Regions from separate parts of the Sus scrofa genome. Here region 1 is linked to region 2. A link is a contact called in public Hi-C data. All regions are on one chromosome and are shown on one strand. The core of a region is the stretch at or near the end of the contact, and the rest is flanking DNA. Distances in the headings are between cores, read along the strand shown. Region 1 holds the start of SH2D4B (SH2 domain-containing protein 4B). Region 2 holds the start of FAM213A (family with sequence similarity 213 member A).

Evidence for each region. Hi-C and Micro-C count contacts between places; a contact is called where the count stands out from the background.
Region 1: a Hi-C map of liver shows a contact between it and region 2, with 2.3 times the contacts expected there. The contact joins the promoter of SH2D4B here to the promoter of FAM213A in region 2. A contact is called at or near these places in 2 of 5 promoter capture datasets (fetal skeletal muscle and skeletal muscle) and 3 of 47 Hi-C or Micro-C datasets (heart right ventricle, liver and undifferentiated spermatogonia).

The regions. Positions count from the first base shown.
Region 1 is chr14:82,374,410-82,379,935 of Sscrofa11.1, forward strand. SH2D4B (SH2 domain-containing protein 4B) reads left to right here and starts at 3,645. Exons shown (of 8, transcript XM_005671149.3): 1 at 3,645-5,526.
Region 2 is chr14:82,246,711-82,252,622 of Sscrofa11.1, forward strand. FAM213A (family with sequence similarity 213 member A) reads left to right here and starts at 2,768. Exons shown (of 6, transcript NM_001244375.1): 1 at 2,768-2,943. LOC106506062 (a long non-coding RNA gene) reads right to left here and starts at 2,639. Exons shown (of 3, transcript XR_001301043.2): 1 at 2,421-2,639.

The DNA.
Region 1 (5,526 bases), core at 2,395-4,894, 130 kb after region 2:
GACTGTATTAATTATGTGTTGCTGCATAACACATTACCCCGAAGTTTAGCAGCTTGAAACTACACACATATTTTGCACACCCTTTTTGAGGGTCAGGAATCTAGGAACACCTTGGTTAGGTGTTTCTGGCTAAGGAACTCTCACAAGGTCATGGTAAAACTGCTGGCTGGGCTGCAATTTCACCAGACCAGCTCCTCTGCCAACCCCACTCATGAAACTGTTGGCAAAATACTTCAGCTCCTGGACATGTGTATTTCATGACATGGTCTCTCCAGAGTAAAAAGAGAGAGAGGGAAAGAGAGAGGGAGAAAGGGAGGGGGAAGCAGACATGTCTTTACTAAACTGATCTCCAAAGTGACACATCATCGCTTTTGGCGTATCCTATTGATCACACAGACTAACCCTGACATGTGTGAGAGAGGCCACACAAGGTCATGAATACCAGGAGGCAGAGATGTTTGGGAACCACCTTAGAGGCTAACACAGAGGTGGACTGAACACATTACAATATTAGGTCTTTCTTTTTGTTTTCTTTTTCTTAGGGCTGCATCTGCAGTATATGGAATTTCCCAGGCTAGGGGCTGAATCGGAGTTATAGCTGCTAGCCTATACCACAGCCACAGTAACACGGGATCTGAGCCTCATCTTCGACCTACACTACAGCTCGCAGCGATGCTGGATCCCCAACCCACTGAGCAAGGCCAGGGATTGAACCCACATCCTTATGGATACTAGTCAGATTCGTTTCTGCTGTGCCATAATGGGAACTCCATATTCGGTCTTTCTGATGGTGAAGGTGGTGTGACCCTGTACCAACTTAAATCCTAGGTTTGTGCTCAGTGAGGATTTTTCACTTTTCTTCATATAGGTCCCTGCAGTGTTTGTTAAATTTATTTCTAGTGTTTCCTGTCTGGTTTCCATTGTGAACAGGATCTCTTTCACAGCGTATTTGCTAAGTAGTTGTTGCTCATACAGGGACACTATTGATTTTTATGGCCATGATTTTTCAGTGGAGCTTAACTGGTGACAAAGCAGAAATACCCCTGGCCTTGCATTGAGCCCTTGGATCACAAAACTGAGACCAAGTAAGATCCTAAATGTGCTCTTGGGACCAACTTCCCCAAGTGCTTATGTACCAGAGAGATGGGGGCAATGTAGGAGGGCCTTCCTGCCGCCCATTGTTATGTGTTGGCTGTGCTCTGGGCTGCCCGAAGCCAAGAGGATGGGGTTCTCTGGCCAACACTTGACCCTACCTTTGAGGGAGCCTTGTGGTCAGGGCATGAAAGGACAGCCAGAGCAGGTGGCTGGTTGCTGGGCCAGTCTACCTAATGCCCCACAGCCTTAACCCATCTGCCCAGGGCTTCCAGGTGCAGGGCTCCAGCAACCTTTCTCCAGAGTCCTGTTCTGGATGCCTCCCAGCATCTACACAACCTCTAATCAGTTCCAGTAAGAATGATCCTTCATCTGTACCCTTTTCCAGTAGCTATTTATCTAGCATCTGGTGCCTGCCAAGCAGTATTCTTGGCACTGAGGACATCAGTGAAGCACCTGCCCTTGTGGTGCTTGTCATCTCATAGGGAGAGACAGACAAAAGCACACAAATTGTGAAATGGTATTTTACAAAGTAAGTAATACAGGAAGAAACAGAGCAGAATGGAGGGGGGTGGATAAGGAATATAGAAGAGTAAAAAGTCTGAGCGAAGACTTGAAGGAGGTGAGTTAACTACCTGGGAATAGACAGTATAAGGGAGAGAACAAGAATGGGAGTGGAGTTAAGACTCCATTACAGTGGGTTAAGAATCCAATTGCAGGAGTTCCCGCCATGGGTCTATGGTTAACAAATCCGACTAGGAACCATGAGGTTGCCGGTTCGATCCTTGGCCTCGATTAGTGGGTTAAGCATCTGCCGTGAGCTGTGGTGTAGGTCGAAAACACAGCTTGGATCAGATGTGGCTGTGGCTGAGGTGTAGGCCAGCAACTGTAGCTCTGATTGGACCCCTCACCTGGTAACCTCCATATGCTGCGGATGTGGCCCAAGAAAAGACAAAAAAAAAAAAGAAAAGAAAAGAATCCGAATGCAGTGGCTTGGGTTGCTTTGGCAGTGCAGGTTCTATCCCTGGCCCAGTGCAGTAGATTAAAGGATTTGGCATTGCTGTACTTGTGGCCCAGGTTCAATCTCTGGTCCAGGCTGTGGGTATGGCCATTTAAAAAAAAAAAAGAAAAGAAAAAGAAAAAAGAAAGAGAGTGGTGGTGCCAGGGGCTATCTGAAGGAGTGGGAGGGAGGCAGATTACTGTGGGCCTTGGGCTTTGAGTAAAATGGGAGCCACTACAGGGTTTTCAGCAGAGGAATTACATGATTTAAGTTTTAAAACAATTTTAGAGGAAGCAGATAATTGATAGAAGGCTCTGGGATCAAGAAATGTCCCCCAGTTCTGCCCTCTTGGTCCCCACTGGCAATGCCGGTACAGTCCTTATCACCTCTCTCCTAGATTTTGGCCAAAGTCTGCTGGCTTGTCCCTCAACCTCCTGTTCTCTGTCTCTGAGAAATGCCTCCAAGCCCTTCTCCAGTTTAGTAACCTCTGGCCACAAGAATGGTTTATCCCTGCCAAAATTCTAGCCTTCCTGACTAGGGAGGTCTGGCCTTTTAAAATTTATTTCTTTTTAGGGCAGCACTTGTGACACATGGAAGTTCTCAGGCTAGGGGGTGAATTGGAGCTGCAGCTGCTGGCCTATGCCAAGGGAGGCCTGGCTTTGTCTGCATGTCCCTCTCTGGGGGCAGGTGTCAGTGTGGACAAGGCGGTGCATGTGGGTCCTGGCTTCACCAGCACTGACTTCCAGAAGCCAATTTTTGGGGGTCACATTTCAGAGCTTCTGAAATACATTTAATTTCTGTCATATGAATTATATATATCTTACCCATTGTAGAAGCAATACAGAATTGTCTAAAGTGGGCTCCCTCCCTCTTCCAAGAAGAAAGCAACAAACCATGTGTTTGTTTTCCACATTATGTTTTCCTTTGTCTATACAAAAATAATCCAACATAGAATTTAAAGAACGGATTACACTGTGCCCAAAATTCTGCATGTCACCTCTTCATTTTTCTGCCATGGACATTTTCCCTGGTCAAGAAGACAGATGGACTCCATATTCTCTGCGACATGCGTTACTGTTCCTCACCGTGTGCCCCTCCCCGGCAGGGACATTCAGGTGGTTTCCAGTCACTTGCGTAATAACATCGCCAGCACATACCTCTGCCCCCAGAAGGAACTGTGTTAGCATGCAAAGTTAAACATAGCACATAGGCTAATGTGAAAAATGAAAGCAAAATAAAACCAGTTGGATGGTGGCAGAAAACCATGTCCGAAAACACCGCCAGCTTACTCGCCTCATCTGCAGTAGCCAAGCGCTGCCTTAACCGGAACCTCTGCGGGCTCCTTTTCTCTGCGTGCCCCTGCCCCGGGGTCAGGGCCCTGGAGGGCCGTCGTGTCCCCGCCGCATGGCCTCGGGGGAGGGAACGGGTCCTCCTGCACCCGATCTCCGCGAGTCCAGGCTCGCGTGGCTACTGCGCGGCTCCCTGAGCCCTGATCGCCCACTTGCAGGAGTTCCGCCTACCATTGGCCGCCAGGGGGCGCCCCATGCCAGGCTGAGTGACCTCCTCTGTCCCAGGAGAGAGAAGGCCCCGCAGACGCCAGGCCAGAGGTGGCGCCGGGCGGGGCGGGGCAGCTCCCAGAAGCGCCAGCCCGAGCGCTTCTTCCCGGAAATTGGATTCCGCCCGCGCGCCGGCTACGCTCGGCGTTCAGCCTCTCTGCCCCCCTGACCTGGGATTGCCCAGGAGCTCTCCGCCCGCCGCGGCACAAACCCGGGCGTTAGTGGAGTCGTTCCCATCCGGCCGCCACCCGCCCTCTCTGGATGACACCATCACTGCTCAACCAGAGGACTCGTCTTCACTGCCTATCCCCGCGGCTCCGTATTGTGCTCTCTCCGCCCTCTTTTTGTTGCATCTGTGGAACTCAAAGGGAGAAGCTGCCAGCGGGAGGCTAGAACCCTTCGTGCCTTCCCCTCCTTGTCTCCTCTCTGGACGCTGAGCTCCCACCTAGTATCAGGGCCAGAAAGATAGCCCTTCCCGGAGGGAGGGCAGGAGGAGGTTCCCACAGTCCGGGTCAAGGAAACTGAGGGAACCAGGATGCTGAGTGGCGGGAGTTGCTGAAAGGTCTGGGGTGGGGAGGAGAGAGAAGAGGGCAGGTGGGGGTCTCTGCGTGGAGGCTCTAAGGTCTGGGTCACATGGGGACAAGCCAGTCAGACCTGGGGGAGGGACAGCCTGGTCCTCCGCACTGCTTTTTGACCCCATGGGCTTAAAGGTCACTGGACCCGCTTAATCCTTACTGTCTTGCGTCAACCTTGAAGAGGGAGAAGGGGGCCATTCACACCTTGGTTCCATCACTCCTGGGTGCTTGATCCACCTTTAGTCCTTGTGGGGAGGGAAGGGGACATGAAGGTCACCAGCCCAGCCAGGCCACAGTTTGTTTCTTTTCTCCTGGTATGGCTACAAGCCATCAAAAGAGTCATAATATTTGAAAATTGGATGGAGTTGCAGGGTGGCAGTGGACCGGGTATCCATTAGCAAGTCACTTACCTTCTCTGAACCCCAGTTTCCTTGTCTGAGCAGGAGGGCAGCTGGGAGTAGCTCTGAGCACCTGTTAGAGCAGGCTTTGGGTCTCAGCATGAGTAGCACCTACCCATCCACATGGCCAAAGAGATGTGGGTTCCTTCCGAGCAGAAAGCACCACCCCACTCTGTCCAGGGTGCTTCACGTTCAGGGCATGGAGGGGACAGAGTAGACACACTTGCCTTTGTTGTTTGAGGTGCTCTCCGGATACTTCTGATAACCAAGACTGACCCCAAATGGAGGGTTCATCTGCCAGCGCAGCTTTAGAACCTCATCATAGGGAAGAGGGAGAGGATGCCTGCTTCCTTCGTGTCCTTGAATTTCATGATCAAGCCCCTTTACTGTCCCTACTGATTCCATTTTGTTTTCTTCCTTGGCTATAACACAGAGAGCAGGAAAGCTCTTTTCTCCTCCAAGGCAAGTATAGAAGCATTACTGCAATAGCCCAAGGTCCTGGAAAAGAGGAAGTTTGGCAATGATGGAGCAGGTAGAGTGTGAGGCCAAGCAGCTTGGAAGCTCCTGGCTGTTTGACGTTGGCTCACAAGGGGTGGAATTAATAAGCAAAGCTGCCTCCTCCTCCTCTTACCTGCAGAGGAGAGATCAGTTCCCAGTTGGCCGGGGCAGTGTCATCGATACAGCTGGTGTCATCGTTACCTTCCACTAACAGATCACTTGACACCTGCCGGGCAAGGCTGAACCTGGGCATTGCCTTGTGGAGCTGGAGGCTTTGGCCCTCCCATTGTCCCAGAGCCCAAGGGAGGTCAAGACACAGGCTCTGCTGGGATGTGATGATTGGTGACCCAACAGAAGGACTAGACTGTGCTCAGTGCCGGATCCCTGTTGCAGATCCCAGCTGCTTC
Region 2 (5,912 bases), core at 1,518-4,017:
GGCCTGGATCAGTAATGACTGCAGACAAAGCTAGCTGAATCTAGAGGTGGCTGCGCCACTGAAAGAATGGACGTCTTTAACCAAGTTTGCCTCCTGTTCACAATGTTTGCTGCCTGCCCCAGGGGATTTGTGAGGGACAGACCTCGAGAGGGTAACATAGCTAAATTATCTAAGTTGTTACAGAGCTCCTAGTTAACCTTAATTTCTACCCCCTTAAATTCAAAATCTAAGTTATTCCCTGGATTTGCAACATCAAAAATACTTTTCTCTTTAAAACTTGGCAGACTGGTGGGTTTATTTTTGTTTCTAATCCTTGAGTTTTGCAAGTTTTCCTGTGCCTACTTGCCTGTAACTTATTCTTCAGCCTGTGCCTTCTCAAATTGAGACTGCGAGGAGTGTGTTAATTAGCTATCAGATCTAGCCTGGCTTTTGAAGTCCAGAGCTTTGGAATGCTACAAAAGTGTAAATATAATCATGGCTTTTTGCATTTGGTAATTACACCACAGTGGAAACTTCAGGGACCTCCCACCCCAGGATTCTGCTACTCATGACCCCTGAATGGTTCTGTCATTAATATTCAGTCTCTGGGGACCCATACCCAAGGGAAATGGCTTCCTGTTCCATTCTAAGTGGCCTTTCCTGCACCCTTTCTCCCTGTTGACCAAATATCCTATTTCAGGACAGTCAGAATAAGTTCTCTCCCCCTCCCCCCTTCACAGGGTAAGGTATTAAGCAGGACAGATAAAGGCCCTCTGGTGGTAAACTGTCCTCTTGTGACTACACCAACACTGTATCAAATTCTGCCAAATGTTTCAGGCCTTCAAATCAAATACCTACTCCTGCCAGAAGGCTGCATGATTGCTCTCACCTCCAATCTAGAAACACCCTCTCTTTCACAACACTTCCCAAGTACACCTCCGAGCTGGCCTTGGAACAGGCTCTGGGGTTGAAAATAAGCAGGACCCCGGAGTTCCTGTTTTGGCTGAGTGGGTTACAAACCCAACTAGTATCCGTGAGGAGGCGGGTTCGATCCCTGGCCTCACTCTGTGTGTTAAGGATCTGGCGTTGCTGTGGCTGTAGTGTAGGCCAGCTGCTGCGGCTCCAATTTGACCCCTGGCCTGGGAACTTCCATATGCCGTGAGTGCAGCCATAAAAAGACCAAAAAAAAAGCAAATGAGCAGGACTCTATGGGGCTCCCAGGCAAGAATAGGCCTCAGTTCAAACAGTTACTAGTCAGGGAAGGGAGAGGATTCAAAGACCAGTCCAGAAACAACAGTGCAGCCTTAGGGCAGGGTCCTGGCAAGGAATATGCATAACACTATCTTTGAGTTCTTCTGCAGAACTAAAACCCCCAACAAATGAAAGATGTTAACTACTTGATGAAGCATTCTATAGTCCAAAAAGGAGGAGGACTACCAGAATCAGTTCCAGGGCCACTAAACACCAGCTGTGAAGAATACAAGCTTGCATCTCCTCTGATCCTTATCTGTGGCCCTATTTTCCACTCCCAAACTTTAAGACCCCTTCCTATTCACTCCCAAAGGAGGACACATTCTTTAGGGTATTAGACTGCTGTGGCCTCCTTTGCCTGGCAAAGCAATAAAGCAATTTTTTTCTCCTTCACCCAAAATTCTTGTCTCTGAATTTCTGTTTAGCACTTGTGGGCATAGGCAGAGTTTCTGCACCAGGGTCCCAGAGATGAAGCAAAGGAACTTAGAAGCTGGTTAGGGACTGATGAATCTCTTTGGGGTTTTTTTGTTTTGTTTTTGGTGGAGCCTGTGGCATGTGGGAATTCCCAGGCCAGGGATTGAACCCTCACCACAGCAGGGATCCCAGCCACTGTGACATGGGATCCTTAACCAGCTGTGTCACAACGGAACTCCAAGTAGTGATCTCTTGAATGGATTCTATTGACCCATAAATTTACAAGCAATCGGGAATCTGCATGGGAGGTCAGAAGGGTGAATCAAGAAAGCTTTTGGACTTTTTACACCAGTAGGCAGTTGCCAGGTGAACTCAGGGGAGCCAACTGCAGGCAGAGAGCCACCTCTGATCAGTGGGTGTCTCAGCCTAACTTTGCTATTTCATTGTACACTGCCTGTGACTGATCAGTTGAACCAGCGATACTGTGAATCATTCCTCCTGTCTCCGAAAAGGTGTTCTTTCAACCGCCTGCGTTTACAAAACAGTGTGGACACTCAACATACCACGAGTAAATATGTAGATGAACAATGTGGGTCAAACTAGACCTTGACTTCTCAATCTGTGAAATCAGGCAACATTCCAGGAACCAGTGGTCCAGCCGCCACTCACCATCCTCTGCCAAAGAGCCAGCATTTTGCGGGTGAAAGAGGTTGCGGGATGCTGTCAGATGCTGGCAAAATTCTGAATTTGTTCCTAAAGATTTAAGGGACACTCACCGGAATGCGTCGGTCCTAAAGACTCCCCCTCCCCATGCCAAAAAACAGAACAAGCTGTCCAAAAATAACTGCTCAAAAACTCGCTGAGGACTAAATGGGGATTGTCCTCAGCTACAGGACTTCCAGATCCAAGTAGAGCCTCCTTTTGCTCCAGAAGGCGCTCCTAGTGATAGGAGTCTAGGGTCACCACTCCCGAAGGACTGAACGGAGCTAGAGCTTTGAGAAAGAGCACAGTGCTGCAGAGTGTCGGACGCGCGCTGGCAGCCGGCGACAGCTCCACAGTGGCGCTGGCACGGAGCCACTGAGGGGCGGGGCTGATCACGTGAGGGAGGCGCGCGGGGCGGCGCAGGCGCGATCCTGCGCAGGCGCGGGGGCCACCCCTGGGACCCCTGGGCCTGGGGAAGGTTTGGTCCGCCACCCCCCACGGCGTCCTGTGTTGCGAGAGGAGGCGGGAGGGACGGAAACTCCAGCGGTACGTAAGGCGCTCAGGACTCTGCGAGGCACGTGACGTCCGCGAAGGCAGGTGAGGAAACTGAGGCAGGGCGGGGCGATCGAGATTGATGGGCGCGCGTGGGTGGGCTGGACACCTGGCAGGTTAGGTCCGCCCTTCGGGAGGCGCACCTGCAGGGCCGGATCCAGGACCCTATTTGCCTCTGTGAGTGACGTCCCTCTCTCCCCAGCGCTCTGCGCTCCTTGGGAAAACCCCGTGTTTGCGGTCAGAAGACCGGGAGCCGGGAGCCGGCACTGATCGTCTAGCCAAGAACGCCCCCTCTTTCCAACCCCCAGCGGCCCCGGGGTTTGAGAGAGGCTGATGGCAACGACCCGTCTGGGTAGTTTGGTCAAAGAACCGAGAAAGGGACTCTGCCCTGGCGCGTCCGTCTTGCGGGGCCGAACCTGGGATGGGCCTGGGGGGCTGCCTGGGGGTGGCCAACTGTACAGCCGGCGATGTGCAGGTGGAGACCGAGAGCTAGGTCATCCTGGGCCCTGTGCTTGCATAGGGTCCTGTATTTTATGGGGCCGCGATTTCCTGCTTTTTTAATAGTCTCAGAGGCACCTGTTTTGCCTCTTTCCCCCAAAGGTTCAAACCCCTGACAACTTTGAAAAGAGCCCAACTGTAAAACATTGTGCTGAAGTCTGGGAATGAAAAGTCGAACAAGGCATCGGTGATTGGTCTGGACAGTCTCTCCTCAAGGTTGTTGCGGGGATCAGAGCTGAAGAAGATGGTTAAGGACCAGGCTGGCAGGGGTTGTGGGGAGGGGCAGAAGCCGAGCTGGGTTTCAGTCCCAGCTGACTTTGGGTCTCTTTTCCTTACCACACCAGGCTTTTCTAGCCCAACTAAACTAGCTCTCAATCTAGTTTTTTTTTTTTTTTTTTTTCTTTGTGCTTGGCAGATGACTAAAAACAGAAAATACTTACTTCAGATTTATTTGGGAAAGCATTATCCACGAGCCAGCCTGTATAGTCTCTGATATTCTCGCTTCAGTCCTGTTCTGGAGACTGAGAATTGGGATCCAGAAACCTAGACTCCTTGGAACATACCCAGTCATCAGAAACCCATCATTTCGTGTACAAACAACATTTTAGGGGCAATCATTGACTAATCTAGAAGTGAGCAAGAATTATACCTCACATTATGTCACTCTTTGTAAGGTAGCTTACGAAGCACCACCTATACATTTAATCCTTTGATTCCTATAACTCTGTAGAAGATTATGTTTTGTAATTTGGGAAGCATTCCTGTTTTACTAATGCAGAAACACTTGCCTTGTTCAGATTCTTAACAGCTTGTAGGAATTTGCATTAGGTTTGAGTTAATTTTGGTGTGGCCCTTTCATATTGCCCTTTTTTTATAAGGGCATGACATTAAGTTGAGGTTTTTTGCATGGTTCCTGAGGGGTAAGAAGACATTTCTTATTTTGTCTTATATGCTTCTGTCATTTTAATGGTGCTTGGAAAGTTTGGTGAGGACTGGAATTCTGGCGCTCGATGCCCCAAGCTCTGTCAGTATCCCAGAAATAAGGCAGCTCTCCTGCCAGCTGAGTACTTGCCTTTTTGTGAAATTTTGAGCAGAGAGACTCCAAATCTCCCTCTGCTGAGGTGTATGTGGCAAGAGTTGTCTTGGAGGCACTGTGAGGGAACCAGCTTCACCCCTGAGCTCAGTGACCTCTGGCACAGGGGGATTACAACTGGGCAGGGCCCTTTGCCTTTCCTGGTGCTGGCAGGCTGCTGAAGGGCAGCATGGAGTATGCCTTGTGGGGTAGGCAGTTAGGCCAGAGGAGCCTGAGAGAAACCAGGGTTCCCTCCAGACCCAGGACTTCCAGCCAGGAGGTGGGCCTGCAGTGACACAGTTGGAGAAGTTATTCAGTGTTTCGTTTCTGTTTTGCTTCAGATGTCCTGCTGTCATAAGAGAATGAGTGAATCTGAGCCCTGCAAAGAAGAGAAGGATACATTGCTGCCTTACGATTCTGTAGTGCTTTATTGTGTTCCACATTGTTCTTCTAGTGTATTCTTTCTGACAGCCCTTCAAAGTGCCATTATTATTATTATTATTATTATTATTATTGTTATTATTTTGGCTGAACCCATGGCATGTGAAAGTTCCAGGTCAGGGATCAGACCCATGCCACAGCAGTAACAATGCCAGATCCCGTAACTTGCTGAGCCACCAGGGAACTCCTAAAATGCCCTTATTTTTAAGAAGACAATGAGGTTCAGAGGGATGAGGTGACCTCTCAGAATCAAAGAGTGAGAACCCAGGATTTTTGTCCTGAAGCCCAGTGTCTTTTGTGATTTGCCTTTGCCTTCCCATCCTCTCTCGTATAACTTGGTAGAGCAGATATTCTGAGGCCAGACAAGAGGCTATGCAAACAAGGGGCAGAATGGCCAAGTATTTGGGAAGGGGTCTGTAGCCTCGGGTAAACTGATCAGAGAAAGGACCTCTCCTGGCCCTCACATTCCTCACATTTGGCAATGTCTCAAAGTTTCCCAGTAGCTGGTTATATCCTCTTGTTCTCCTTTCAGCATCTGATCAAAACTTTATGAATCTAACATCTAAGATCTAAGCACCCAGGAGTTCCTAGGTGCTCCTAGTCACCCAGGAGCAGAGCAGGAAATTGGAGACTGAGGCAGGTAGGTGAGAGCTCCTTGCAACTGGCTAGTTCCATAGCACTTGATGACAACGGTGGCTGAGAGCACACTCCCTACTGCTCATGAGGCCCAGAGCACCCACCCAGGCTGCTACATTTCCTTTTTCAAGGCTGCCTCTTTATCATCCAGAATTGACAGGACCTGGTTACTGTGGGGAGGAGAGATACAGAATGGCTTCTCAGCCAAGAATGGGCAATGTGACCCTTGAGAAAACATTTGGCTTTGAATTATAAACTGCTTGCAAAGTACTGGCTTTAGGAAACTTAATGCTCCCTCCAGCCACCAGATTTCCAGGTCCTGTTCAGGAGCAGTTTTGCTTTTAGGACAGTGGGCAGACTTGAGGAC